Regions from separate parts of the Pan troglodytes genome. Here region 2 is linked to region 1. The links are chromatin contacts, called in public HiChIP or PLAC-seq maps. All regions are on one chromosome and are shown on one strand. Each heading gives the region's core, a stretch centred on a gene start, on an enhancer-like site or on the middle of the called end of the contact. The rest is flanking DNA. Distances are from core to core; before and after follow the strand shown. Region 1 holds the start of CD40 (CD40 molecule). Region 2 holds the start of ELMO2 (engulfment and cell motility 2).

What was found. HiChIP or PLAC-seq counts read pairs in DNA pulled down with a chosen protein or histone mark.
Region 2: an H3K4me3 HiChIP or PLAC-seq map of stem cell-derived excitatory neurons shows a contact between it and region 1, with 4 times the contacts expected there. The contact joins the promoter of ELMO2 here to the promoter of CD40 in region 1. A contact is called at or near these places in 1 of 7 Hi-C or Micro-C datasets (stem cell-derived neural progenitor cells) and 1 of 1 datasets of contacts at active chromatin or transcription factors (stem cell-derived excitatory neurons).

Annotation. Positions count from the first base shown.
Region 1 is chr21:52,379,844-52,385,257 of NHGRI_mPanTro3-v2.0_pri, forward strand. CD40 (CD40 molecule) reads left to right here and starts at 3,058. Exons shown (of 9, transcript XM_016938026.4): 1 at 3,058-3,546. The coding sequence starts at 3,496.
Region 2 is chr21:52,668,174-52,673,587 of NHGRI_mPanTro3-v2.0_pri, forward strand. ELMO2 (engulfment and cell motility 2) reads right to left here and starts at 3,310. Exons shown (of 21, transcript XM_063802565.1): 1 at 3,238-3,310. It overlaps LOC134809139 (a long non-coding RNA gene), which reads left to right and starts at 2,747. Exons shown (of 3, transcript XR_010154037.1): 1 at 2,747-2,816; 2 at 3,399-3,538; 3 at 3,999-5,414.

The DNA of each region.
Region 1 (5,414 bases), core at 1,808-4,307:
TGCTCCATTCCTATTGCAGAACCCTTCATTGTTCCCTTTTTGATTGGCCTCCGAATATTGCCACTTTCCCTTAAATCATCTTCTCGCTTTCCTCCTCCAGCACACTCTTCTCAGCTCAACAAGATTCTAGGCCTTCTCTGGGCCTGTGCCCACCAGCACATGCCTCCTCAGGATATGTATATACTAAAATATCTTCCCTTTATCTTATCTGGTCTTCGCCCCATGGGGCAACCCGAAGGCTAACATTTATTCCTTCACACATTAATTTAAGCTGCTTTAATTGCTGCTATATGTTTTATATAATATAATTAATGTTTTAATTCTGTGTACTTGCTTCCCCAGGCAGTTTTGTGAAAGGCCCAATTTTGGAATCAAGCAAATAAAGAATAAGTAATGGCTGAAATCATTATAGTAACACCCCTCTCTCAAAGGATTTAAAACCGTGCTTGTTTTTTTCAAAGTACGTTAAAAAGGGAAAAGATATTTTAATCTTCTCTTCATCCTGGGCATGTTTGGGTGGCTTTAATGAAGTTCCCTGGACCCTGATTTCAAGAGTTTCTGGCCTTTTGGTATCTGACCACCATTCTCAAGAGGCCACTGCAGCTTGAGGTCTGTGTTGAGATTACCAGCTTCGCACCCCCTGCCACCAACTCTTTGTCATGATTGGAGGCTGTACTTAGGATGAGAAGTTGCTGAACCCACTCATTCATTTATTCATTCATTCAGCACCCGTATATTGGTGTCCTATTATGTACCTAGGACTGGGATAGATCCAGTCCTGCCCTCAGGGAGCTCACAGTCAAACGGGACCAGGCAGAAGGAGTTATGATCTGGCATGCTAAATGCTGTGGCAACACAGGGGAGGAGGCAGGGTGGGATAGAGTACCTACCTCTGCCTCAGGGAGTTGGGGAAGGTGTAAGAGGAGGCAACATTTAAACTGTTTAAGAAAGGAGAAGGAAAGGAAGGAAACATCAAGAGCAATGAGATAAACCGTAAGGAAAAAAGATTGTGTGCCTGGGAAGTGGGGAGAGGCTGAAGCCAGTGTGCATGGGAGGACATGGCAGGAAGTAAGCATAGAAAGAGAGGTTGGGGCTGAGTGAGGAAGGGTGTGCTTTGCCAGGATAAGAAATTTGGATCATCCTGAGGGTGCAGGGAAACCCAAAGAGGCTTTTATGCAGGAAAGTGTCCCAGTCGATCAGATCTGGAGTTTATCAAGAGAATCGCAGCAGTGTAAAGAGTTGCCTGGCACATAGTAGGTGCTCAATAAATCCTGTGGAATGAGGGAGGCTGTTGGGACAGTCCAGATGAAAGATGGCACCCTCTGAATTAGGGCAGTGGCAGAGGTGACAGAAAATAAGGGATGGATCCTAGAGGCAGAATCCACAAGACTTGCAAATGTGCCCTTAACAGCAGAAGCCACGAGAATGGGGTTAGAAGTGTCCTCCTCTTCCATCCTCCCTGATCTGTGAGGTCTGGCCTCTTGTCCTGTTCCAGAAATTGAGAGCTTGGAGGGTCATCACCTCAACCGTTGTCTAGTTCAAGCTCCTAAGTTTTCCTTGGAGAAAAATTTAGGCCAAAGGCAACACAGTCCTTCAGAGGCAGAGGCTGCACCAGAACCCAGGTGTTCCATGCTGCAAAGCAGAGTGTTAACACTGGTTCAAGAACATCTTGAGGGCCAGGTGCGGTGGCTCATGCCTGTAATCTCAGCACTTTGGGAGGCCAAGGCAGGTGGATCACCTGAGGTCAGGAGTTTGAGACCAGCCTGGCCAACGTGGAGAAACCCCGTCTCTACTAAAAATACAAAAATTAGCTGGGCGTGGTGGCGCCAGCCTGTAATCCCAGCTACTCGGGAGGCTGAGGCAGGAGAATTGCTTGAACCCAGGAGGCAGAGGTTGCAGTGAGCCGAGATCATGCCACTGCACTCCAGCCTGGGCGACAGAGCGAGACTCTGTCAAAAAAACCCCAAAAACCAAAAACCAAACAAACACCCAAAAAACAAAATGAAACAAAAAACAAAAAAACAAAAGCATGTCTTCAGAGTTCATGAACCCAGGAAATGTAGGCACAAGTGAGTGTGTGTTTCTGCAAAATGAGAGGGTCCCGAGTTTCCTAACATACTTAAAGTGTTTTATGATGCCACAAAAGGCTGGCCCGCTCTTTTTTTTTTTTTTGAGATGGGGTTTTGCACTGTCGCCCAGGCTGAAGTGCAGTGATGTAATCATTGCAATCATGGCTCACTGCAACCTTGACTTCTTGAGCTCAAGCGATCCTCCTGCCTCAGCCTCCTGAGTAGCTGGGACTACAGGTGTTTGCCACCATGCCTGGCTAACTTTTAAATTTTTTTTTTTTTTTTAGAGATGGGGGTCTTGCCATGTTGCCAGGCTGGTCTTGAACTCCTGGCCTCAAGCAATCTCCCTTTTTGGCCTTCCAAAGTGTTAGATTACAGGCGTAAGCCACCGCGCCTGGCCCCCACCTTTATTTTTATTTTTATTTATTATTTATTATTATTTTTTTGAGACGGAGTCTTGCTCTGCCTTCGAGGCTGGAGTGCAGTGGCATGATGTCGGCTCATTGCAATCTCTGCCTCTGCCGTTCAAGCGATTCTCCTGCCTCAGCCTCCTGAGTAGCTGGGATTACAGGCGAACGCCACTACATCCGGTTAATTTTTGTATTTTTAGTAGAGACGGAGTTTCACTATGTTGGCCAGGTTGGTCTCGAACTCCTGACCTCAAGTGATCTGCCCGCCTCGGCCTCCTAAAGTGCTGGATTACAGGCGTGAGCCACCGCGCCCGGCCCCACTCTTAATAAATGCCTGTCTCCAGGTGCTGGGTGGGAGGTGGGATGGAATGGAATGAGGTGAGGACGCATGGATGCATGGATGAATGGATGGGAAGTTGAGACGACGCGCCCACACGAGGGAATTTCCTTTGAAAGAGAGCGAAATTCTGAGTTGGGAAACTCTTCCTTGAAACGCCTCCCCATACCCCAGCTGTGGCCTTCCCGTTTTCTGCGTGGTGGTGTGGGGGGAACTTCCTCAGGACTCTCCGCAGTGGAGCCTCTTTCGGTTCTGCCAGGATACCTAGAGGCAGCGGAGAGCGGGGCAGGGAGGGGAAAACCGTGAGGGTCCCTGTGGCAGGCCCCAGCACCCATGGGATCTCTCTCCGGTCGCAGGAAGCAGGCTAGCTCCTAGCCCGCCTCGGCTTGGCCTTTGTGGGACCTGGGGGCAAAGAAGAAGGGCTGTCTCTGGGACCATGCCTCCTCCCGTACCCAGCAAGATGCGTCCCTAAACTCCCGGGGGAATTAGACTTGTGGGAATGTTCTGGGGAAACCCCTGCGCGGTGAATTGCTGGGGGCTCCGCCCCCCCGATAGGTGGACCGCGATTGGTCTTTGAAGACCCCGCCCCTTTCCTGGGCGGGGCCAAGGCTGGGGCAGGGGAGTCAGCAGAGGCCTCGCTCGGGCGCCCAGTGGTCCTGCCGCCTGGTCTCACCTCGCCATGGTTCGTCTGCCTCTGCAGTGCGTCCTCTGGGGCTGCTTGCTGACCGCTGTGAGTTGTTTTTGCCCCGACCAGACGGGAGTTGGGAGTGGGGAATGAGAAGGAAAGGGAAGGAAGACTTCGGGGAAGAGGCCTTCCTGGCTGATTTTTGTGGGGGCAGGAGGGTGGGTAGGAGCTGGGCAAGGTGCCCCCGCACCTGGCTGAATGGGGTGGGCTGCCTCTCTCTTCTCCCGGGCTGGGGTCCCGGGAGCGGCCTACAGGGGCCGCTCAGGGAAGGCACTGGCTGCCCAAGCGTGCCTAGACGGCCTGGACGGGTTTAGGGAGCCTCAGAGGCTGGCCACACAGAGACTGGTAGGGGGTTCGGAGGGCGGGAAGTGAGGCGGACCAAGGGAAGGGGCGGGTCTGGCCCGTTTCCTGTCCCCTTCTTATTGTGGACAGATGCCAGCCTCTGTAAGTAGTTATCATCTCCTTGCCAGCTGGGGCTGCCTTCTTCCAGGGCATCTTGTGGGAACAAGAGATGGGTGCAGAGGCCCAGGTACTTTTGTGAGAAGGCAAGGAGCTTTTAACATCGCCCTCCACCCCGAACCGTATCTTGGGTGTTCCAACCTAGGAGGAATCCCCAGGGCTTTGCCTTTTTCTCCTGAATTTAAGATGACATAGGAGACCCCTGGGGGAGATGAACAGTTTATGGGACACAATAAAGGGTTAGGAGACCAGAGTTCTGGTTGGCTCTGACCAGGGCTGGTGATCAGAGGGCTGGAGAAACCAGGGGTTTCTCCAGGCACCAGAGGGGCTCAGAGCCAACCAAGCATATCTCCGGGATTTTCAGAAGCCTACACTTGACTCACTTTTTGTTTAAATGTATTTTTGTAGTTCCTCATTCTGGAGGCTGGGAATCCCCCAAGTACCTGGCTCCTTCATCCCAGCCCCTCTGGCCTCCCCCTACTTTAGAGGGCTGTAGATTCCGGCCTGAAGCCTGGGCAGGAATGACCCATGGTATCAAGGAAAGCAAGGGAAGCAGCAAGGGAAGAGAGGGAGTGGGGAGGCTGCTTTGGTCCCAGAGCTTTCACTTTCACCCGAAGCAATGGCTCTTAGGGAACAGGGAGGCAGGGGGAGGGCGGAGCTGGAAAGAGGTAAAGGGGGGCCCTTGTGGTAGGAGTGGAGAAAGAGCCAGAGGAGGTGGGGTGAAGGGTGTGATCCAGGCTTCTCAAGAGCAGAGTTTGCCCTCATAACTCCCAACTTTGGCTCCAGGTAGAGGCTGGGCTGTGACAACAATGTCAGAAGCTATCTATTGAGGGCGTCTTGTGTGTCAGGCTCTGAGCCAAACACTGCCTGTTTTCTTTGTCTGATTTCTCACAACTCCTCCATTATACAGATGGGCAAATTGAGGCTCAGAAAGGGGGATTGTCTTGCCAAAGGTCTCATAGCTAGCTAATGGAAGAACCTGGTTGTGAATCTACATCTGCATGATTCCAGAGCCTGCCTCTCAGATAGTGAGAGTCTCCAAGCTCTGGTCCTGAGCTGTTTTGTGGCAGAAGGACCAGAACTATGGGGAGTGAGAACTGGAGATTGACAGACTTTTAGGGGAGCGTTTTATTTCTCATGTGTTTGAAGATGGTATCAAGGACTTTCCTATCTTTGGGAGTGTGGGAGCTCCACGTTCACAGGATGGTGTCTTGCAATGAGCTGCTGGGGGGCAGTAGCCTTTTCTACTTCCTTTCCCATTTTGGGTAAGACACATTTCTGTAAGTAATTTGCTGAGATACCCAGGTTGAATGAGAGCCACCAGTTAGGTAGGATTCTGGACAGCCAGCCAGGTAGCCGGGCTGCTTGCCATATATCATGCAAGCAGAAACAAATGAATGATAATTAAAATTGCCGTTTAATGAGCACCTACTATGTTCCTGACACTGTGCTAG
Region 2 (5,414 bases), core at 2,060-4,559, 290 kb after region 1:
AGCAGCTAATACAATGCCTGGCAAATAAGAAGTGCTCAACAAATATTTTCTAGTGACTCACATGAAACCAGCATAGCATGCCTAATAGGGTTATAAATTCAAATGTCTTGGGCAGCCAAGCAGGTAAGTAAATAAAACAAGCAGCCTCCATGTAGGGTCTGTAACACTGCAAAGTACCACCTTGCCTAGAGGAGTTTAAATCCAACATTTTTAAAAACACATCATGCAGCTTGGCCAAGACAGCCACTTTGCAGCCTCTAGCCCATACTGATTCTGGCTCTTCATTACACCTCATGATGCCTTGCATACCATCTAGTCATTTTATGTGATCCAGTCTTGTCTTTGCAAGTATACCTGAAGCATCCTGAAGATGAAGGCTATGACATACACCGCCCAATCACCAAAAATGGCTTACAACAGTGCTGGTCACGTGGTAGATACTCAGTGAGCAATTGCTGAACTGGGGCTGTAGGCCGGGCGCCATGGCTCATGCCTGTAATCTCAGAACTTTGGGAGGCTGAGGTGGGCGGGTCACTTGAGATCAGGAGTTCAATACCAGCCTGGCCAACATGGTGAAACCCCGTCTCTACTAAAAATACAAAAATCAGCCGGGCACGGTGGCAGGCGCCTGTAATCCCAGCCGCTCAGGAGGCTGAGGCACAAGAATCGCTTGAACGCGGGAGGTGGAGGTTGCAGTGAGCCGAGATGGCACCAATGCACTCCAGCCTGGGCGACAAGAGTAAAACTCCATCTCAAAAAAAAAAAAAAAAAAAAAAAAAAAGAAAAGCCAGGCTATAAACTCAAGCCTAGTATTCTCAGCATCTCTGAGATGCTGCATGGTATGTGTTTTTTTCTATCCAGGTCCTGGGACCAGACTTAGTCCAGGCTGGGCCGAGGTATGGTGACCAGGTCAAAGGACTTGCCTTGCAGGCTTTTCTTCAACTGCATCAAATATGCTTCTTGCTGGGCCACCTTGGCAGGTGGTACTGCTACATCTGGACACATTATCTGAGCACAGAACAAGCTAGAATATGTTGTACACTGAAGTTTTTAAAGAAGTTTGGTCCTGACTTCCTGTACCCTCAAACTTCCTTTGCACCTCCTAGAGTCCGCATCAGATATATAGAAAGACCAGACTGAAGATGAACAGATAGGGCTCCTAATCTCACCTCCTCCACTTACAAACTCTAGAATTATCCCTGGCAGGCAACCTCTTTTAGAAGCTTCACTATCGATATCAGTAAAGTGCAGATAACAACAGTTATCTCAAAAGACTCTAGAGGGTATACAAAGTGTGTGACACTGTACAGCCCAATACCACAATCCCTGGCCATAGGTGGTTACTAACCACTTGAAAAGTGGCACAGGCTGCCCTCTGTGTAAAATACAAACCAGGTTTCAAAAACTTAGTACAAAAAGCAAGAACGTAAAATATCCCATTAATAATGTTTTAATATTGATTATGTTATAATAATATAATTTTGGAATATATTGTGTTAAATATATTACTAAAATAATTTCAGCTGTTCCATTTTTTAATGTGGCTACTAGAAAATTTAAAATTATATCTATAGCTCACATTACATTTCTATTAGACAGCAGCATCACTCTAGCATAGAGCCTGGCACACAAAAAGCATTCCAAATGTCAGTTTCATTCCCCTGCAGGTAGGACATCAGTGACCACGATTCACATCCCCTTCCTCTTGCCAAATTCAAACCCTGCATCTATTTATTTGGTAAATATTTATATTGCCTGGCCCTGTGTGAGATGCTAGAGATGCTACATGAAGCAAAACCGACACTATCTTCTTCGTGGACCTTACAATCTGGTGGGATGGACAGAGAAATATCAATACTTTTGTAAATAAATGTAAAACTGCAGTTGTGCAAGTATTGTTAAGGACAAGTACCCAGGGTGATAAAAGTGGGGTACTGGTCGAAAAGGCAGGGACAGGGATGCCTCCCCTGCAGAAGTGATGCTTAAGCGGAGATCTGAAGGATGAAGAAGAGTTTACAAGACTAAGCCAGGGGAGGAAGAGCAGACCAGGGAGGAGGAATACTAAATAAAAAGCCCCAAGGAAGGCAGGAGCTTGGGATGTAGAAGGAACAGAGAGAGGCCAGTGTGTGGAGAGCACTGAGCAAGCGGACGGACGAGTAGACAGACTTGGGAGAGGTCAGCGGGACCAGATCTCCAGGGCCTGGGTGAGGTTCTGGATCTGACCCTACAAAGGGGTGGGACGCCGGGCCAGTTTCATGCCCTAAGTATCCAGATCTGCTCTGCATTTCTCGGCTGGGCGCGGTGGCTCACGCCTGTAATCCCAGCACTCTGGGAGGCCGAGACACGCGGATCACTTGAGGTCAGGAGTTCGAGACCACCCTAACACGGTGAAACCCCGTCTCTACTAAAAATACAAAAATTAGCTGGGCGTGGTGGCAGGCGCCCGTAATCCCAGCTACCCGGGAGGCTGAGGCAGGAGAAGAGCTGGAACCTGGGAGGCGGAGGTTGCAGTGAGCCGAGATCGCGCCATTGCACTCCAGCCTGGGCGGCAGAGCGAGACTCCGTCTCGGAAAGGTTTCAAAAAAAAAAAAAAAAAAAAAGGAAAGGTTTCTCTGGGCACGGTGCAAGGCCGACAGGAGAAGGGCCCCGTGCCTGCGCAGGGCAGACCACTTAAGACACTGCAACTGCCCAGGCAGGAAGCGAGAGGGGCCTGAACTGAAGGGTGAGCGCAGGAGGTGGAAAGTACATGCACCGGGGTGCTACTGAGCCAGCAGGATCCACGGGGCGGACTGGTGGACGCGGGCAGCCGGGTCCAGGTTGAGCATGACCCCGGGCTTTCAACTCGTGCGGGCCCGCCCCGAGCGCTCTCCGGCTTCTTCCCAGCCCTCTCCTTGCCGCCCCTCCTTCCCACCCAACGCCTCCCTCCTTCTCCCTCCGACCGCTGCCCAGCCCAGCCCCCGCGCCTGACTGCCTGGCCCGCCCTCTTCCGCCACGCGACGCCCCTTCTGGGTCCAGGACCCGGTCTCTCCTCCCTTCCTAAGGCCCCGGCAGGGCCGCCACCCCTCGGGGGCCTGACGAACCGGCGCGGTCCAGCCCAGGCCCGCCCTCTCAGCCCCTCAGCCTCCGGAGCAGACGCTAGTCGCAACGCTCGGCCCGGCCTCTCTTCCCTGCGTCTTTCGGGCCGGGCCCCTCTCCACCGCCTGCGGCGCCCCGACCCCCAGGGCGCCCCTCACTCACCAGGGCGCAGACCTAGGCCCAGCTCCCGCTCCCGGGTCTCCGCTAGGCGGCTCCTCCAGCCTCCGCCCGCCCCGCCTTCTTGGGACCCCGCCCCGCACAGGCCGGGCCCGGCTTCTATTGCTCCGACTCGCCGTCACGCTGAACTCTCTTTCTTCAATTAGGTTGCTTGTCTGTCACTCAAGAAGGGGCGGGCACAGCTGCCGGTAGAGGGGAAAAACGCCGGCCGTCCCCGCCCCCCTAGTGGAGGCCTCTTAAAGAAACAGGACGCCTTTCCCCTGCGGGCTACAGGGTCTGAAGGAAGGTAATTTCCCAGCTAACCCAAGAGGCAGCTTTCTTTTTCCCCCAAACTTTTTTTTTCTTTTTGGTATGCAGTCCTAGAGTGAAGGAAGAGGCTTTTGTTCGCTGTGTCAAATCATAGGTTGTGAGCTCTAAGCGGGCCTCTGGTGGCACTCCGCCCTGTGCCCAGCGGGCACTTACCGCACACTCAACAGTGGGGATAGCTGTGGTTTGGGGAACTGAGTGGGAGGTGACAGTCGTGTCAGAGGCTGTGAGCAGCCGCGCTGCTCACCACCGAGTTGGAGCTAATTATACCGGCACCCAGGGCTGACCGTGGGCGCTGAGCAGAGGCAGAAGGGTACAACTCAGCTGTGCTGTTGGAAGGGATCCGTGGGAGGTGGCATTCGTCACTGCACCTGCGGATCGGAACAAGGCCGGGCACCGCGCCAAGGACTCACTCCTGCTGTCTCTCTTCATGCTCACAGCAGCCGTGTGATGGAGGGAGCACCGTGATCCCTTCGCTGCAGATGAGGAAACTGAGGCTCAGAGAGGGTCCGAGATCTTACAGCTGGTGAGAGGCAGAGCAAGATGCCAACCTATGCCTGTTGGATTCCAAAGTTTATACTTTAATCGTTCGTCTAGCAGATTCTTACAACAATCCTGGGAGGTGTGTATTCAGCTGTCCCTTTGCAGATAAAGAAACTGATACTCAGCAAAGAGACGATGTAGTGACTACCACTTATAGGCCACTGCGCAGTCTGCAAAGCAGTTTTAAATATGTTGTTTCATTTGATCCTCGAAACATCTTGGAATTAAAGATGATTTTTGTTAGTCCTATTTTACAGGTGAATAAAGTGAGGCTTGGGGAGGTTGAGGCTTAGCCATAGCTAACATTGCTAAAGCTCTGGCAGGAGTTACTCTTCCTCCTTCTCACTGGCTGGACCCAGCCTTGACCTTGTGATGATGACGATGATGTGCTAGGGGACAGAGCTACAGCACAGGAGGTGCCAAATGCTACCTGCCTACTTGGGACACTCACTTCATACTCTTATGTGAAAGCGAAATGATCTTCTCCGTTCCTTTTATTATTAACTTTGATAGCAGGGAGGGCTGTTTGAGCCAACCCTGCACTCACACAACACTGAGGAAGAAAGGCTTAAATTTTGTACCCTGGGTGCCTCAGTTTGCTTCATCCTAGTCCTGGCTCTGCTTAATAACACATTTATCCAAGGAATGAATCACTCACTTGAGAGCTTTACAAGACTGTGTCATTTTTTTTTTCCCTGATATTGCCAGTGCAGGTTCTTTGATTGCAAGTCTTAGGAATCAATTCTGGCTAAATTTACCCAAAAAAGATTTTATTGGCAGGCTAGTGTTTAACTCACAGAGGTAACAGGAAGCTGGAGAATCAGGCTTAGAAAAGGACAGAAAGTGGAGATGCTTTGAGAGTTTAGGCAGGCAAGTGAATCAATTCCATGTTTTTCTTCCCTTTCTTGACCAGAGTTTTCTTTGATGAGTCAAAGTCCCTGGAGCAAGGGTTCGATTGGCTGAGCTCAGGTAACATGTCCACACTTTAGCTAAGGAGGGCAGGCAACTTGATGGACAGCTCCACCAAGACTGCACAGAAGTGCAGAGTTCCAGATCCCTCTTCCTCCACCTCAGCTGCTCCCAGTGGGCAACTAGGTTCAGGTGCCCTGTTTTCAGGCTGGAATCAAATAGGAGGAGTACCTGCAGCTGAATGTCATGATTACACAAATGCAATTGTGTCTGGCACGTGGGAGAGGATAGTAGAGATTCTGAGCTTTGTAACCTTGCAGACCTTTGTGCTATTTACCAGCTGTTTGTCCCTGGGTAAGTTACTAGATCTCTCTGAGCCTGTCTCCTCATGTGTACAATGGGGA